Regions from separate parts of the Zea mays genome. Here all the other regions are linked to region 1. The links are chromatin contacts, called in public Hi-C maps. All regions are on one chromosome and are shown on one strand. Each heading gives the region's core, a stretch centred on a gene start, on an enhancer-like site or on the middle of the called end of the contact. The rest is flanking DNA. Distances are from core to core; before and after follow the strand shown. Region 1 holds the start of LOC103632724 (plant UBX domain-containing protein 2). Region 2 holds the start of LOC100191313. Region 3 holds the start of LOC118472959. Region 4 holds the start of LOC100501848 (putative cytochrome P450 superfamily protein).

Region 1 (3,536 bases), core at 636-3,135:
GGTAGTTTCATACTTTTGTACCATGGTTGGATTGGTACATGACAGTGTAGAGAATAATTTAGTTTTTGTTGTCAATGATTTGAGCTATCAGTTTGACTTCAGTGTTACTAAGATGTGCTGGACGGCTTGTCAAAATATTGCCAGTTGCCACATTGTTCTAGCATGGTGGCTTGACTCTATTTTTTTAAAAGCCTTGTGCTAATTGCTGAACTATGATAGTAAGGTTGTACTGCTGCTTTGTTCAGGATCATTAAAGCATACATGTTATTTTGGTAGGAGAGGTTTGTATGTATCTGTTGGAAAATGAACTAGAACTCTAGTAGTATAGTTATCACTTATCACTTATTTTTTTTTACCTATAGTTCATCCTAAATAGTCAGCATTGCGTCAATTTGGATTGTCTGGGTGTGCTTACAATTGTTATTTTAAGCATGTGTTCAATGGATATGTGATATGATTGTTTGGCAAGTGCCTTTACTATCACAACTTCAGAAGAACATGTTTAATGGAAATAGAATTTTATTTCCACTGTCTTTGAACCGGAAGCTAACCATTTGTCAGAATTAACCCGTTAGTTATAATGCTTGCGATAGCTTGTTTCTTTTGGACAGCTGTAGTATTAGAGATATATTATCTGAAACATTTTTCACACGGATACAATATTGTGTTTTTTCAGGTTTGAGTGTCTTTTTTTGACAAGGGTTTTGAGCATGGCCGGCCCTGAGAATTTGGAGGCCCTGGACGGGACAAAAATAGGGGCCCATTGACAATAAACATAACAAGATTATACACAATTGCAACTATAATACTGACAAAATTATAACACGGAGGTCATTTAAAAGTTTCTTCTAACATTCCTAGATGCAAAGTCAGTGATGATAGAGTCAGTATCAATACCATCCAACAGGTGCTTCTCAATGCAAAAGGTTGCCAAAGACCAAACCATTTAATATTTCTTAGTACATTAGTGACCTCAAATAGTTATTCAATAGCTTCAACTTAGAAAAGTTTTTTTTAGCTTATGCGGCAGTCAAGGCGTAGTCAATAGGATTCAAAGAAGCAATAAAAACATTAGGATGATGTCCTTAAAGTCAAATCGAATTTGATACAATCAGAAACACAAGAACATTCTATTAGGATTTAGGGACTAGTTTGGAGTTCCATTCTTTACAACTGAAGCGCGACGATAGGCCTAGGGTGGGCGGCGATCGGTTTGCTTATCCGAGTGTTTGCGGGGCAGAGGGAGCAATTGATGTGTGGAGGGCGAGGGCCAACAATTCGTGACTCGGGAGCGGTCACTGGCCGTCTGCCGCATGTGCGTGCGAACTACTCGCCTGGAGGCATAGAAACGTTGAGCGGTCAAGGAGAAGGCACTAGAGCATGAGTGATTGATTGCATACCTGATTAATAGATTTTTGGGCCAAACTATAGACTAATATATATGACATATAGTAGGTTGTATGTAGATGCCCTCTGATTTTTGGAGGCCTGGTGCAGCAGCACCACTCGCACCTACTCAGGGTCGGGCCTGGTTTTGAGCGTCCTAGCTGACTAATGTATGATGATACCACCCTGCACGTGTCCTAAACATGACGTAGGGACAACCTTGTATGTGAACAGTGCAGTATATAATACAAAACAATGTTTTGAGACATAACTGCTGAACACGGTTTTAGGTGTGAAACTGTGAATGGCATTGCTGCTTCTGTTCAGTGGCATGCCGCCATGGCTTCCGAATCCCGACGCGTGAGAAACGCTAGAGGCCCATTTTGGTTCCCATGCCACTACCGGGCTTTGACAGTGCACCAGCCCGTGCAGTCGAGCAAGGTATTGCGGCCCGCCATACAGTCAGGTCAGGAGAGAAGATGCCTTCGAAGCTACTCCATGAGTACAACCGCACAAACAAACGATTCCACAAGCTGCTTCTCCACTGCTGCTGCTCTCGCCTTTATTGCTACTTCGTTCTTCCTCGTTTGCTTCGTCCCCGCGGCGACAACATCCACCACCAAGTCGTCCACTCCGCGTGAACGCATCCACGCTCCAATCTCATCTGTTCGCGGCCGCCTACGCTTCCTCCGCCTCCAGCGCCATGATGAAGGACAAGATGAAGGGTTTCATGAAGAAGATCACCTCCTCCGGCTCTGGGACCCCGTCCTCATTCAAGGGCACCTCCCACGTCCTCGGCTCCGGCCCCTCCCCCTCCTCCTCCTCCTCCCACCCCGCTTCCCGCCCCTCAGACCCTAGCGCAAACCCCAAGCCTGCCCCTAAGCGGCCCTCGCCACCTCCCCCGCCCACTTCAACCACCGATTTCACCCCGTACACGCCCCTCGTCTCCTCCTCCTCCTCCTCCTCCCGCCGCTCCGTCGCGAATGGCACCGCGGCCGCCGCCACTATCGCGTGCCCCAGCTGCGAAGACGCGTTCCCTTCCGAGCTTGCCGTCACCGAGCACCTCGACGGCTGCCTCGCGTCCGCGGGGGGCGCCCGCGCGCGCGCCGCCGCGTACCTCGCTGCCGACCCACCCCCGCCGCCCGCTGCCGTTGAAGTGGTCAAACGCCTGCTGGGCAACCTGCTCCGGGAGCCCAGCAACGACAAGTTCAGGCGGGTGAGGCTGGGCAACCCGCGGATCAAGGAGGCCGTGGCGGACAGAGAAGGCGGCGCGGAGCTCCTGGAGGCCGTCGGGTTCAGGGTCGGGGATGAGGGCGGGGAGCCCTTCGCCGTGATGGACGAAGTGCCCAGCGACGCCAGGCTCAACGGTATCAGGAGGGCCCTCCTCCTGCTCGAGGGGGCACACTCCTCTGCGGCTCCAGGGAAGGTGGAGGCTGAGGCCAAGGAGAGTTGCAGCAATGTGCCTGATGTGCTGCAGGACGGTGCTATGACAATTGATCGGCAGGTAAGAAGAGGGTTCCGTTGATAATAAGGCCTTTAATTGGTTGGCTAACACAAAGCTTTCATTACCATCAATCAGCACAGTATGGTTGGTTGATTTACTTATGTCATGCCATTTTTACATGAACTGCCAATTTTATGCTTGTTTCGTTGCGCTGTTAGCTAGCTTCATTAGGACTTAGGAAATAATAGTCAGTTATAACATATTTCACCTTTTGAACTATTATCTCAAAAAATTTGCTGTTAGCATAAACATAGAAGTGTAGAACAGTGCAAGATTGTAAAGGCATGTACCTGGAAGATCGTATGTCTTACCAAATGTGTAACCATTTCTTGAGGTATTAGTGGGACAATAACTATAAATTAAGGGATATCAGAAAAAGATCCCTGCTGTACAGCGCAGAGGGATCAATTCCCTTGTTGTGCTGGTGGCATGGTGGTTGTGGAAACAACGGAATGAATGTGCGTTCGAGGGGGCTACTCCTCGCAGCAGTCAGACTATTCAAAACATCAAAGACGACACTCATCGGTGGTGTCTGGCAGGCGCGGGAGGTCTGCGCACATTTTGGACTTAGTTTTTGGCGGCTCCTAGTCGTTTTTTTCTAGATGGATCATTTTGTGTATTTTCGTTTTTGGCCACCGTAAGGTGG
Region 2 (3,536 bases), core at 390-2,889, 700 kb before region 1:
TCCTAGTCGTTGGTGTCCACTTCGATCCAGGAGCTGGTGCCCTTAATCTCACCACGCCGCCACTGAGGGGAGGAAGGAACGAATAGTGCGATTTCTTGTCACAGTCTCCTATTTTGGATCCTGAGTAGAAGTGTGCTTTTGCAGATTGGGTCTTCTAGTTTGGTGAATTTATATGTACCCACTGCTGTTTATGGAAGGTGTCCAAATCAATCGGGTTGTGATGCTGGAGACAACGTGGAAGCTGTAGTTAGATAAGGATGCTGATAGGGTGTTCACCGTGCACATGGTTTGCATTTTGGCTGTGCGGATATAAGTTTGCCTATATTAGTTGGACCACATTGTACATGTATGGTTGATAGGTGCCATTGCACCTGTGAACCATCCCTATTTGAAAGACCGTCAATGTTTACGTCATGCTTGTGTTGCCTTATCTTGGTGCATACACACATACACATTTAGTTATCGATCCAATCAGAATCTTTTTCTAGCATGTCAAACTGTTAAAATAAGTGGCGTGAATCTGAGACAATTGCAGTAGAACATGAGCTGAGTAATCAGACGATTCTTCATTTTATCCTAGCTGATAAATAAAGAGATGTCATCTCCTTACAATCTCTACTGTAGATTGTAAGCAAGTAATATTGATTTACTCCTTATATCTGTAACCTTCATTGCTACCAGTTTCTTATCTAGAGAGCTGAAATAACCAGAGAAAGGGTGTTGATAGCATCTAAGGTTTGTGTTGTATGAACTTAGGTATACTGAAAAATTTAGATTTCAAAAGCTCTGTTTTATGGCAGCCACAGCATGCACCTATTTGATCCACTCCAACCACATTACCAAATAGATGAAAATGCAGCATTACATCCTAAAGCTGCCTAGAAACAAACTGGCAGGAAGTAGCTTATACTGATAAGATCTAACATCAACAAGTCAAGAATGGCTCCTGAGCATAGACCGACACTGCAATAACTAATCAATGCCCGTGCCCACGAGGTAATGAGGTATTATGTTGCCTTTTCTTTTATAATCGAACATACAACCTACAGCGATGTATGGTAGCCATAATAGATTGACTACAACGTATGCTCTATCTACCAACTATAAAGGGAGCAACTAATGAACTAATTACTAATGCCTGATAACTTCGCGTTGCCATCTGATTCCTGTATGAAAACATCATAAAGGAACCCAAACTGAAACCAGAAAGTACACAGGCGAACTCTGCAACAGCTCTCCGTTCAGCCTGTTACACACTCGCACCACCAGAACCAAACCAGCAACCTACAGACTGGATCCAAGGAAGCTTCGCTCGCGGCTTCCAACACTCTCATGTCTCATCGCCCCCGCAGGGGAACCAGCCAAATCCTAGACCCCAAACGAACCTAACAAGCAGCCCGCCAATACATCCAGCAACTAGAACCATAGCGACAGATCGGGAGCGCAAGGGCTGCCTACCTTGTCGGTAGGATCCACTTCGATATGGAAGCTGGATCCCTTGAGCGTCTTCACGGAGACCTTCATTTCGCCGCCGGCGCCTACGTCGAACCGGAGGGTTGGACCGTTGAGGCGGACAGCAGAGGTCAGGCGGCGTAGGAGAGGAAGGCGAGGAGATTTTTATTCCGGCCCCTACTGAGAGGGAGATTTTTTGCCGGCAGGGTCCTCAAGTTTAACGAATTTATATGTTTCTGTTGCTGTGTTTAGGAAGGTCCTGATTATTTGAGCTTCTAGTTAGCATCTCATTAGCTAAAAGCTAAAAAAACATATAGCTTTTTTTGTTTGTCGGGTACCGAGGAACCGCGTGCCTAAAGTAGGCCCAAGATTCTTAACGTCTCATCCACCAACCAAGCTTTCACTAAGCAACTCTACGTGGCGGAGCGGCCGACCAAGTCCTTACCGAGCAACCCTGCGAGACGGGGTGGTCGACCAATTCCTTGTCGAGCAACCCTGCGAGGCAGAGCGGCTGACCAACTCCCTATCGAGCAACCCTATGAGGCAGAGCAGCCGACGAAGTCCTCACCGAGCAACCCTGCAAGATGGAGTGGTCGACCAGCTCCTTGTCGAGCGACCCTGCGAGGCAGAGCAGCTGACCAACTCCCTGTCGAGTAACCCTACGAGGCAGAGCGAACAACCAAGTACTCACCGAGCAACCCTGCAAGACGGAGGCCACGATCTAGTACTACTGACCCACGTCAGCTGTGACAAGACGCGTCACCACCAAACCACGTTCGGACCACGAGCGTGGCATACCGAAGGGGTGTCGAGATGTAACAATCAATGATTTGATACGATGGTACGTCACCACATACAGTCTCTGGTGTATCCCGTTTTCCTTATGAGGCCAGTCAACCCCGGTCGTGGGGGATCCAAGCACCGGAGTCTCTACAGTAACCCGCATACCGGGAAGGACAGGACAATACACTATACCGGGTGTACGCCTACACACGCTGGAGGATCACACAAGACTCATGACAAAAAGCGAGACCACACTACGCACGGCCACCGATGGCAGGGGCCCTATCCCACCAGAGGTTGTGGAGGTCATGTCCTCCGTATAAGTAGACGGGGAGATGCTCCCCCTAGCCTAGCACGAGTCAGGCGTGCGGCCTTGATGGCAGCGTCCTCGGGGATAGGAGGAAGGGAGGCTTTGACGGTCCCAAGCAGGTTGCAGTGCAACCATCGATGAGTCCCTTGCAAAAGCAAATCTCTCGAGGAAAGTAGGAAGAAAGGGGAAACTGACCAAATCACTCAACTTTGTGTGGTTTAAAGACAAGGGACCCCCTCTCCCAAGAAATCCGACGTCACTCCCGTTGTAATAGATAGGACATGGGCCATGACCTCCGCCTTCTCAAGATTCACGATGGAGTGGCGATCGGAGTCGTTGTCGTCGATGAACCGCCACATCGGCCTCTACGAGCCGCGATCGGCTGGAGACGCCGCTACATGAAGGTGTGTATCAGCCTCACACCGAAGAGACCCGCCTCTACTGCTTGGCGATGGCATCCAGTATGTATTCGATTTCTGGCTTGAACTTCTTCTCCGCGACAAGTTCCACTCGGGCTTGGACACAGAGATCTGACCGGTGAACTATGGTGCGTTCCCCCTAGGGTTTTTCATGTAGAACCACTTGAAAGGGAAATAGGGTTAACCATTTTCTATAATTAATCTTGGTGGTTTATAGTCAACATAAACAATTGGACTAACTAGTTTGCTCTAGAATTCATGTATTACAGGTGCATTAGGTTCAACACGAACCAATAAAAGAATCAAGTTAGGGACTCAATTTGAAATGGAGCAAAGAACTTGAGTGTGCTAAAGATTAGCGCACCGGATAGTGTCCGGTGCACCAGGGTCGTACACTCCGAAGCAGCCAATCTCGGGAATTCAACGGCGCTGAAAGGGAAATAGGGTCAAACCTTTTCCTAAATGATTTTGGTGGTTGAATTGCCCAACACAAATAATTTGACTAACTAGTTTGCTCTAGATTATAAGTTCTACAGGTGCCAAAGGTTCAACACAAACCAATAAAAAGTCCA
Region 3 (3,536 bases), core at 554-3,053, 540 kb after region 1:
GTGACGGCGACTCGTAGCGCCGGGCGTAGCGCTTGCCGCGACGTGGAGGCAAAGCCGATGGGCTCTTCTCCACCCCCTCGCCGCCGCGTCAGCGACTCCAGGTGGAAACCCGGTTGAATTATTGCGGGATGGGTCCGGGTCCGGGTCCGCCACGCCGGCGACCGAAGACGAAGATACGGTCAGGTTCGGCCACGTGCGTGAATGAACACGACGACCGGTCCCCAGTTCCGTTGTCAACTACGCAACCTCTTCTGTCTGTGTTTCGTGTGGCTGCTCGGCGGCCACCGCTGGCCGTTGTTGCCTGGTTGCATTGCATGTATAGCCGGTGCGCTGGTCAATTGCCGCTTGATTGATGCTTTTCTTTCTCCCCCCTCCTCCCCTCCTTTGTCCTTTGAAAACAGAGCAGGGCTGCGTATCTCGTCTATGTACTGTTAAGACGATGATAACCAGTGCACATGACGATGCATATGTGCATCTATAGAGTTAATCTTCAGTTTTAGAACCAGATTCAACGGTGCACGAGCACGATACTATATAGGGTTTTCTACAGAACAAACCAGGCATGGGAGAGGGTAGGTTTCGTAAAAAAAAAATACAACAACCGTACACTATTAGATCTGATTTTAAAGGCCGGGATTTTATGTATGTGGATATATATGCGCATCAAACCTCCATGTACGCTAGGTATATATCATCCCTGCACACTAGTATTAGCCCTATCCAGGTGCTTGCTTGCTACGAGGATTGTGTTCATGCACGAAGGATGGCTGGCTTCGGTTCTTGGATTGGATCACATGATTTGAGAACACATGGCAGCTGGTAAGCATATAGTAGAACAGAACGAATTAAGGAAAAAAAAACAGCACAGCAGGTAAGCAGGTAATAAACTCCCTCTCATAACTCATCGTAAACATATATTTATATATACATACACACCACCACCACCAAGAAGAAGAGCACAGCAGGATACAGAAACAGAGCATGCTATGCTACTGTACCAGGAACCACGCAGTACGTACACATGGCGATGCTACCTACTATATACCGTCGTCGTCTACCAAGCTCCGATCCCATGTCCGCGCGCGCAGGCGCAAAGCACGGGCAGGCTCACTCACTAACACCCCCCAAGAACACTGGTCACGCTCGCTACGTACGCGCCTAGCGATATCTACAACCGGCGGCGGGCGCGCGGGCAGCCGAGAGAACCGCGTGTCGACGGATGCTCGCTACTAGTCACTCGCTCACCGGGACCGGGATGATGGCGCTGCCGGCACGGCGGAGCGGCGACAGGGAGCGCGGGGCTCGCCAGGCCACGCCGCCGGCGCCGGTGTTGGGCCGGGTCTCCAGCAGGCGCAGCTTCAGGAGGCGCTCCCTGAAGGCCTCCTCGTCCTCCTTCTTGATCCGCCGCACCTGGCTGTGCACCAGCAGCACCTCCTCCTCCTGCCGCTCCTTATTATTGCCGGCCGCTCCTCGTCCGGCGCCTTGCTCTTTCCCCTGATCCATCGGAACAAACGGCGATCTCGCCATATATATCGACACACAAGCGAAGCGAAGCGAACGATGATCGAGGCTTCTCTGAATTGGTCACAAACTCACACGTACGTACGCTAGCTACTACGGACGGCTCCGACTACTACTCTTGTTGGTGACTCGATCGGCGTCCCGGCTGTCGGTATAGATATATATAGCGCCGGAGATGGATGAGCATGAGAGAGGGAGGAGGCAGAGGGGCTGCTGCGTGCGAGGCTTGGATTTGGCTTCTCCACTTTTTGGCGCGAAAGCGATGGGCGAGGAAGGAAGGGAACGCTGAGCGGTCGTCCAATCCAAAGCCTCGCGAAAGGGAACGCCACGCCGAACCGTCTCCAGGCCATTCAAGGCACGATTTAATTGATTTATTTCACCCATTCTCTTCAACCAACACCTCATCAAGCGGTTCTCCTCTGGTTTCAGGCTTGCAGCCGCACCTACTAATAATATCCGCATCACAGTCTGAAAGTATGCCACCGCGGTCGATGAGAGCAGGAGCAGCCTGAACCGCGCATTAAAAAAAACGCGTGCGGTCGTCGTCATCCACAAGCAGCACCAGACGCAAACGATTTCACCGCGTTTTCATGCGACCGACCGACCGTTACTACCTGACGACGACGGTGTAGATACGGGCAGGTAGGCGGCCGGCAGACGGTTGAGCCTATCTATCTATCTATCTATCTATCTATCTATCTATCTATCTATCTATCTATCTATCTATCTACGTTTCGTTTTCACCATAGGCCGGGTACTTCTGACGTCTCTCTTTTGCTTGGAGGATAGATAGAGATCTGCGTATCCTCCTCCAGTCCGCCATGGCCACATATATATGGTTATGGTTCGGTTCAACCGACGTCCTGCAGGCGTGGTTAGGATAAAATATGACTTTGCTTGAACGCCATCCGATTACGCCCGCCTAACGGATAAAACTTGCGACTGTGTTTCGTTTGATTGCGTTGGCGTTATACTAGTTTGTCGAACCAAACATGTTGGCAGGTGTGACTTTTGCTCCTGCCGGCTGCCGGTAAAAACGTTTCTTCACCCGGGGGGTAAAAAAGGCGCAAAAGAAGATCCGAAATCAAAAAAGAAGCAGATCTTGCTTCGATCTCACTGTTGCAAGCTGCTGCATTGACGCTAGCAAGTAGCAACGGGTGTTATGCTAGCGCTAATGACGTAGTACGGTACAGACGCGGCAGGCAACCACTCTCGTCACTCCGCTTTTAATTTGTGGCCCTGTACAGCTCCCTTTCAGAAATTTGGTGAACTAAGTCATTAGCTGCTCCACAAAATCATAAGACTAGAGCGTTAAATCTTTAGAAAACATTTAGATACGTCTTTTTATTTATTATTTAGATAAAAAACTATTTTAATTGGTATTATAAATTATAACTTCACACTTAAGCTACTCGGTTTTTTTTATGTTGACCTGTTGCTCTCAACTCATCAATCTGGCGGGCTCTATTGCTTCTCCACATGAGTAGCTGTCTAGATTAGCGATACTCGGTTTCCGTACTGAAATCCGACCCAGAAGACACAACTCCCTTTCAAACATAAGTCCACTGCTTTTACACTTTGCTTTAGATTTATTTTTTTTTCACATAGATCGGGAGTCCCTATGTATGGGCCGTATAAACTTTAATAGCACAGGTTGATGATGTATTAAAGAAAATTTGAGAAAAAGATCAACGTGAAAGCCTTTAGAGCAAAATGCCCTGTAATTTAAAAATAACTATATTTTATAGGATTTAGGGCACCAATAAATACTCTGCTCCAACAGTAAAACCCCAAATCTATATTATAGGGTAAGTCGCTACAGTGTAGTATATTCGAGGAACTTGATAGTGTGTGTGCTATAATTTTGTGACAAAATTTTATGAAATGAAGCATTGTTGGAGTAGTTTTTTTTTCTACGTAGAGCTTTATATTTCAATTTAAGATATCAGTTTGAGACATTGTTAAAGATACTCTTACTAGTTGCTGTAAAAGTCATGAAGCGGGTAAAAAAAAAG
Region 4 (3,536 bases), core at 682-3,181, 520 kb before region 1:
AGATCTACAGATCTAAATAAAGTACATTTTTTAAATATTTCACATAGAGAATTCAATAAAATATATATATGTGATACAGTCGATATTGATTCATTTTCTACAAGCATTTGATCATTTTTTTAAAAAAAAATACGACGTAGGATAAAGTGGAAGCGAACTGTATAATTTGAAAGGGATAAAGTAACAGACTAACTCATCACATAAAGGCTCGCTAAAAAAGGTAGTATTTCCTTCACCGTGAAATATAAGCTGCCATACGAATCTTATAATAAATTATGGGATAAAGCAATGATGCATGCAATCCTTTCTTAACTGTGGACGACGGGTCTTGTGCCTACCATATTTGGAGCCTGGTGATTGACACTAATATTAGGTATCCATGTGATTGACGCTTTAGAAAAAAATCATCTAGAATACCTTATAATTTGGTATAATTTTAAATACTCTAGGGCATGTTGGATCCAAAGTGCTAAAGTTTATCGCTACATTTTTTTATTAAACTTTAGCACTTAGAGATTCAAACACGAATGCTAAAAGGTACTATAAATATAAAGTGTTAAACTTTAGCACCTATTATATTACCACATAAGGTGCTAAAGTTTAGCATACGTGGGATCCAAACGGGCCCTTAATAGCTTATATCATACTCCCTCTGCTCCAATGTATAATTTCTTAGGTTTTTTTCAAATTTGAGTGGTTCTTCTTATTCAAAAAAGAAAGAAAAAAAAGAAAAAAATCGAAGACATACTTAAAATATATTATAAGCTAAACGATATTACAGAAAAAACTAGTAATAATTAAGTTTTTTTAATAAAATGAGTCGGCCAAACTTTATGTAAAAAAGAAGGAAAAATTTCTAGTATGCCATCAGATTTTATACTCATTCTTTGTGTGCCACTGAGTGACATATAGGTATATTTTTGTGTGTATGATATGTGAGGCCAGTGGCACACAAGTAACGAGTATATTTTCCGATGACATATAAGGAATTGGCTCAAAAAGAATGAAGGGAGTATTATCTAAGATGTCCATCACTCATAACAATTTATGGCTTAGATATTTATGTAACAATTACGTTATGGGTACGTATTACCGTTATCGATAGGCGCACAAACACGTAGTGTGTTTCTATAATACAATCAGACATGCATATGCCATAAATTTGGATCATAAATAATACAAGAAGACAAGGGCATTGTGGGAAGTAAAAAAGACAGACGGAACAATCACTTTGCTTTTTAAACGTCATGGTGTGTAATATATATTCTCCATCCTGTAATATAATCCATCTTTAATTTTTTTAAGACAAAGTAAAATAATACTTAAATGACATGTATACCATTGATTGAACACAATTAATGAGATTCTTCAAAAATCATGGTTTTCTTTTTAATAACCTTTCTCAAATACGAACAATCTCAATATAAGTTTTGAATGGCGCAATGCATTCTGTTTTATGATGGATAGAGTATATAGATATAGATATAGATATTTATAGATAGAGGGAGATATAGATGGTGGGGGTAGGACAAAATATGCATAAACTGGGCAGGCTCTCGCTTTTGTTTTTCTCTGCCTATATTACCCTTCTTGTCTAGGGAAAAAAATAAAGGGAACCCAAACTGGCAAAAGTTCAATGTTTTACCAAAGTTTTAGCAATGAAATTAAATAGGGAGCCAAGTACGGAAAGGCATTTGACGAAATATGGTATATAATTATATGCTTTCAAATCTATCCCAAAAATAAATGAAGAAACGTCGATTATTTTTGTAGGGAGATTTTAGTGTTTATATACTAGTGTATATATATAGTACCAAATCTCGCTCCTCTGGAGTCTGGACCAGCCTGACAGTTGTGCCTATATATAGCCCACAGAACCGAGCGCAAATCTGCATTGCCCGCCGCCGCCGCCGCTAGCTGGACGGTATCACCGGCCCCCAAATCTTTCTGACTCTCTCCTCCTTCAATGGCGTTCGTGACGCTCATGGCGTTGGCGTCCCCTGTCCTGCTACTGCTCCTGAGGGCGGCATGGGTCGCCCTGTCCTGCTACATCCTGACGCCGCTGAGAATCCGCCGGATCATGGCCCGGCAGGGCGTGCACGGGCCCCCGCCGCGCCCGCTCATCGGCAACCTCCGCGACGTGTCGGCGCTCATGGCGCAGGCCACCGCCGACGACATGCCGGCCCTGAGCCACGACATCGTCGGCCGCCTCATGCCGCACTACGTGCTCTGGTCCAGGACGTACGGTGAGTCCGGGACGGCTAGGACGTACGGGAGGCGTCGCCGCGGCATTGCGCTGCGCCGTTGACCCCGGCCCTTGTACGACGGTGCATGGAATGTTCCCGTAACGCGTCCGTCCGTGCGTGCGCTGCAGGGAAGCTGTTCGTGTACTGGTACGGGAGCGAGCCGCGCCTGTGCCTGACGGACGCGGCGCAGATCAAGGAGTTCCTCTCGTCCAAGTACGCGGCGAACGCCACGGGCAAGTCGTGGCTGCAGCGCCAGGGCACCAGGCACTTCATCGGCCGGGGAGTCCTCATGGCCAACGGCGCGCACTGGTCGCACCAGCGCCACGTCGTCGCGCCGGCGTTCATGCCCGACAAGCTGAAGGTGCCGCCGCCGCCATTTACATTCTTTCTCTGTCCCGTTTCCTTTTCTTTCTTTTTATTTCGTTCGTTCATTCCTTCTTGCTTTCTTTTTTTTTCTCATGGACTGGACGTGTTGGTCGCTGACGTCACCGGGCGTATTGCAGGGACGCGTGGGTCACATGGTGGAGTGCACGAAGCAGACGATCCGGGCGCTTCAGGATGCAGCGTCGGCGCCGTCGTCTGGCGGCGGGCGGCGTCGCGAGGTGGAGATCTGCGGGTACATGACTCGGCTCACGGGCGACATCATCTCGCGCACCGAGTTCGACACGAGCTATGATACCGGAAAGCTCATCTTCCATCTCCTCGAGGACCTGCAGCGCCTCACCGCGAGCTCCAGCCGCCACCTCTGGATCCCCGGCAGCCAGTGAGTGATTCCTTCTTCCCTAGTCCCCCTCGATGCCGGCCGCCGGCCGCCGGCCCGACGGTCATCTTTGTCTCGTAACGCGCGCACCTACGCACCCACTGTCTTGCCTGGCCTTTGTCGCTACCCCTGTCCCTGTCCATGCCCTCATCTGCTCGATCATGCAGGCCTGCGACCCCGAAATAACCATAATAAGCTAGCTACTGTAATTAACTACCCTAATCATGCTTAAGCGATCGAATAATCAATAGTGTCCGTTTCCATTTGGACACTGGCATGGCACGCACACGCACTGAACCGAGCCCGAGGCATCGGCCTGTTTGATGCCTCGACTCGGAAACGATTCCATCGTCACCCACACACTCCCATTGCCGTACGCCTGTCACCAGTAAACAACTTTTTGGACGCGCACAGTACCTGGTGTTGGTGTTGACGTACGTGCGTGTGTCTGAGACTGTCTGGACGTCGCTGTGCAGGTACTTCCCGAGCAAGTACAGAAGAGAGATCAGGCGGCTGAACGGTGAGCTGGA

Evidence for each region. A called contact is a pair of places that touch in the nucleus more often than the background predicts.
Region 2: a Hi-C map of tassel shows a contact between it and region 1, with 6 times the contacts expected there. The contact joins the promoter of LOC100191313 here to the promoter of LOC103632724 in region 1. A contact is called at or near these places in 3 of 25 Hi-C or Micro-C datasets (bundle sheath, ear and tassel).
Region 3: a contact with region 1 is called in a Hi-C map of tassel, with 5 times the contacts expected there. The contact joins the promoter of LOC118472959 here to the promoter of LOC103632724 in region 1. A contact is called at or near these places in 3 of 25 Hi-C or Micro-C datasets (bundle sheath, ear and tassel).
Region 4: a Hi-C map of endosperm shows a contact between it and region 1, with 3 times the contacts expected there. The contact joins the promoter of LOC100501848 here to the promoter of LOC103632724 in region 1. A contact is called at or near these places in 3 of 25 Hi-C or Micro-C datasets (bundle sheath, ear and endosperm).

What each region holds. Positions count from the first base shown.
Region 1 is chr7:113,585,276-113,588,811 of Zm-B73-REFERENCE-NAM-5.0, reverse strand. LOC103632724 (plant UBX domain-containing protein 2) reads left to right here and starts at 1,885. Exons shown (of 3, transcript XM_008654466.4): 1 at 1,885-2,890. The coding sequence starts at 2,090.
Region 2 is chr7:114,286,799-114,290,334 of Zm-B73-REFERENCE-NAM-5.0, reverse strand. LOC100191313 reads right to left here and starts at 1,639. Exons shown (of 11, transcript NM_001358442.1): 1 at 1,459-1,639. The coding sequence starts at 1,524.
Region 3 is chr7:113,046,366-113,049,901 of Zm-B73-REFERENCE-NAM-5.0, reverse strand. LOC118472959 reads right to left here and starts at 1,803. Exons shown (of 1, transcript XM_035961006.1): 1 at 873-1,803. The coding sequence starts at 1,527. The coding sequence ends at 1,234.
Region 4 is chr7:114,101,728-114,105,263 of Zm-B73-REFERENCE-NAM-5.0, reverse strand. LOC100501848 (putative cytochrome P450 superfamily protein) reads left to right here and starts at 1,931. Exons shown (of 5, transcript NM_001196496.1): 1 at 1,931-2,246; 2 at 2,375-2,607; 3 at 2,750-3,009; 4 at 3,483-3,536. The coding sequence starts at 1,967.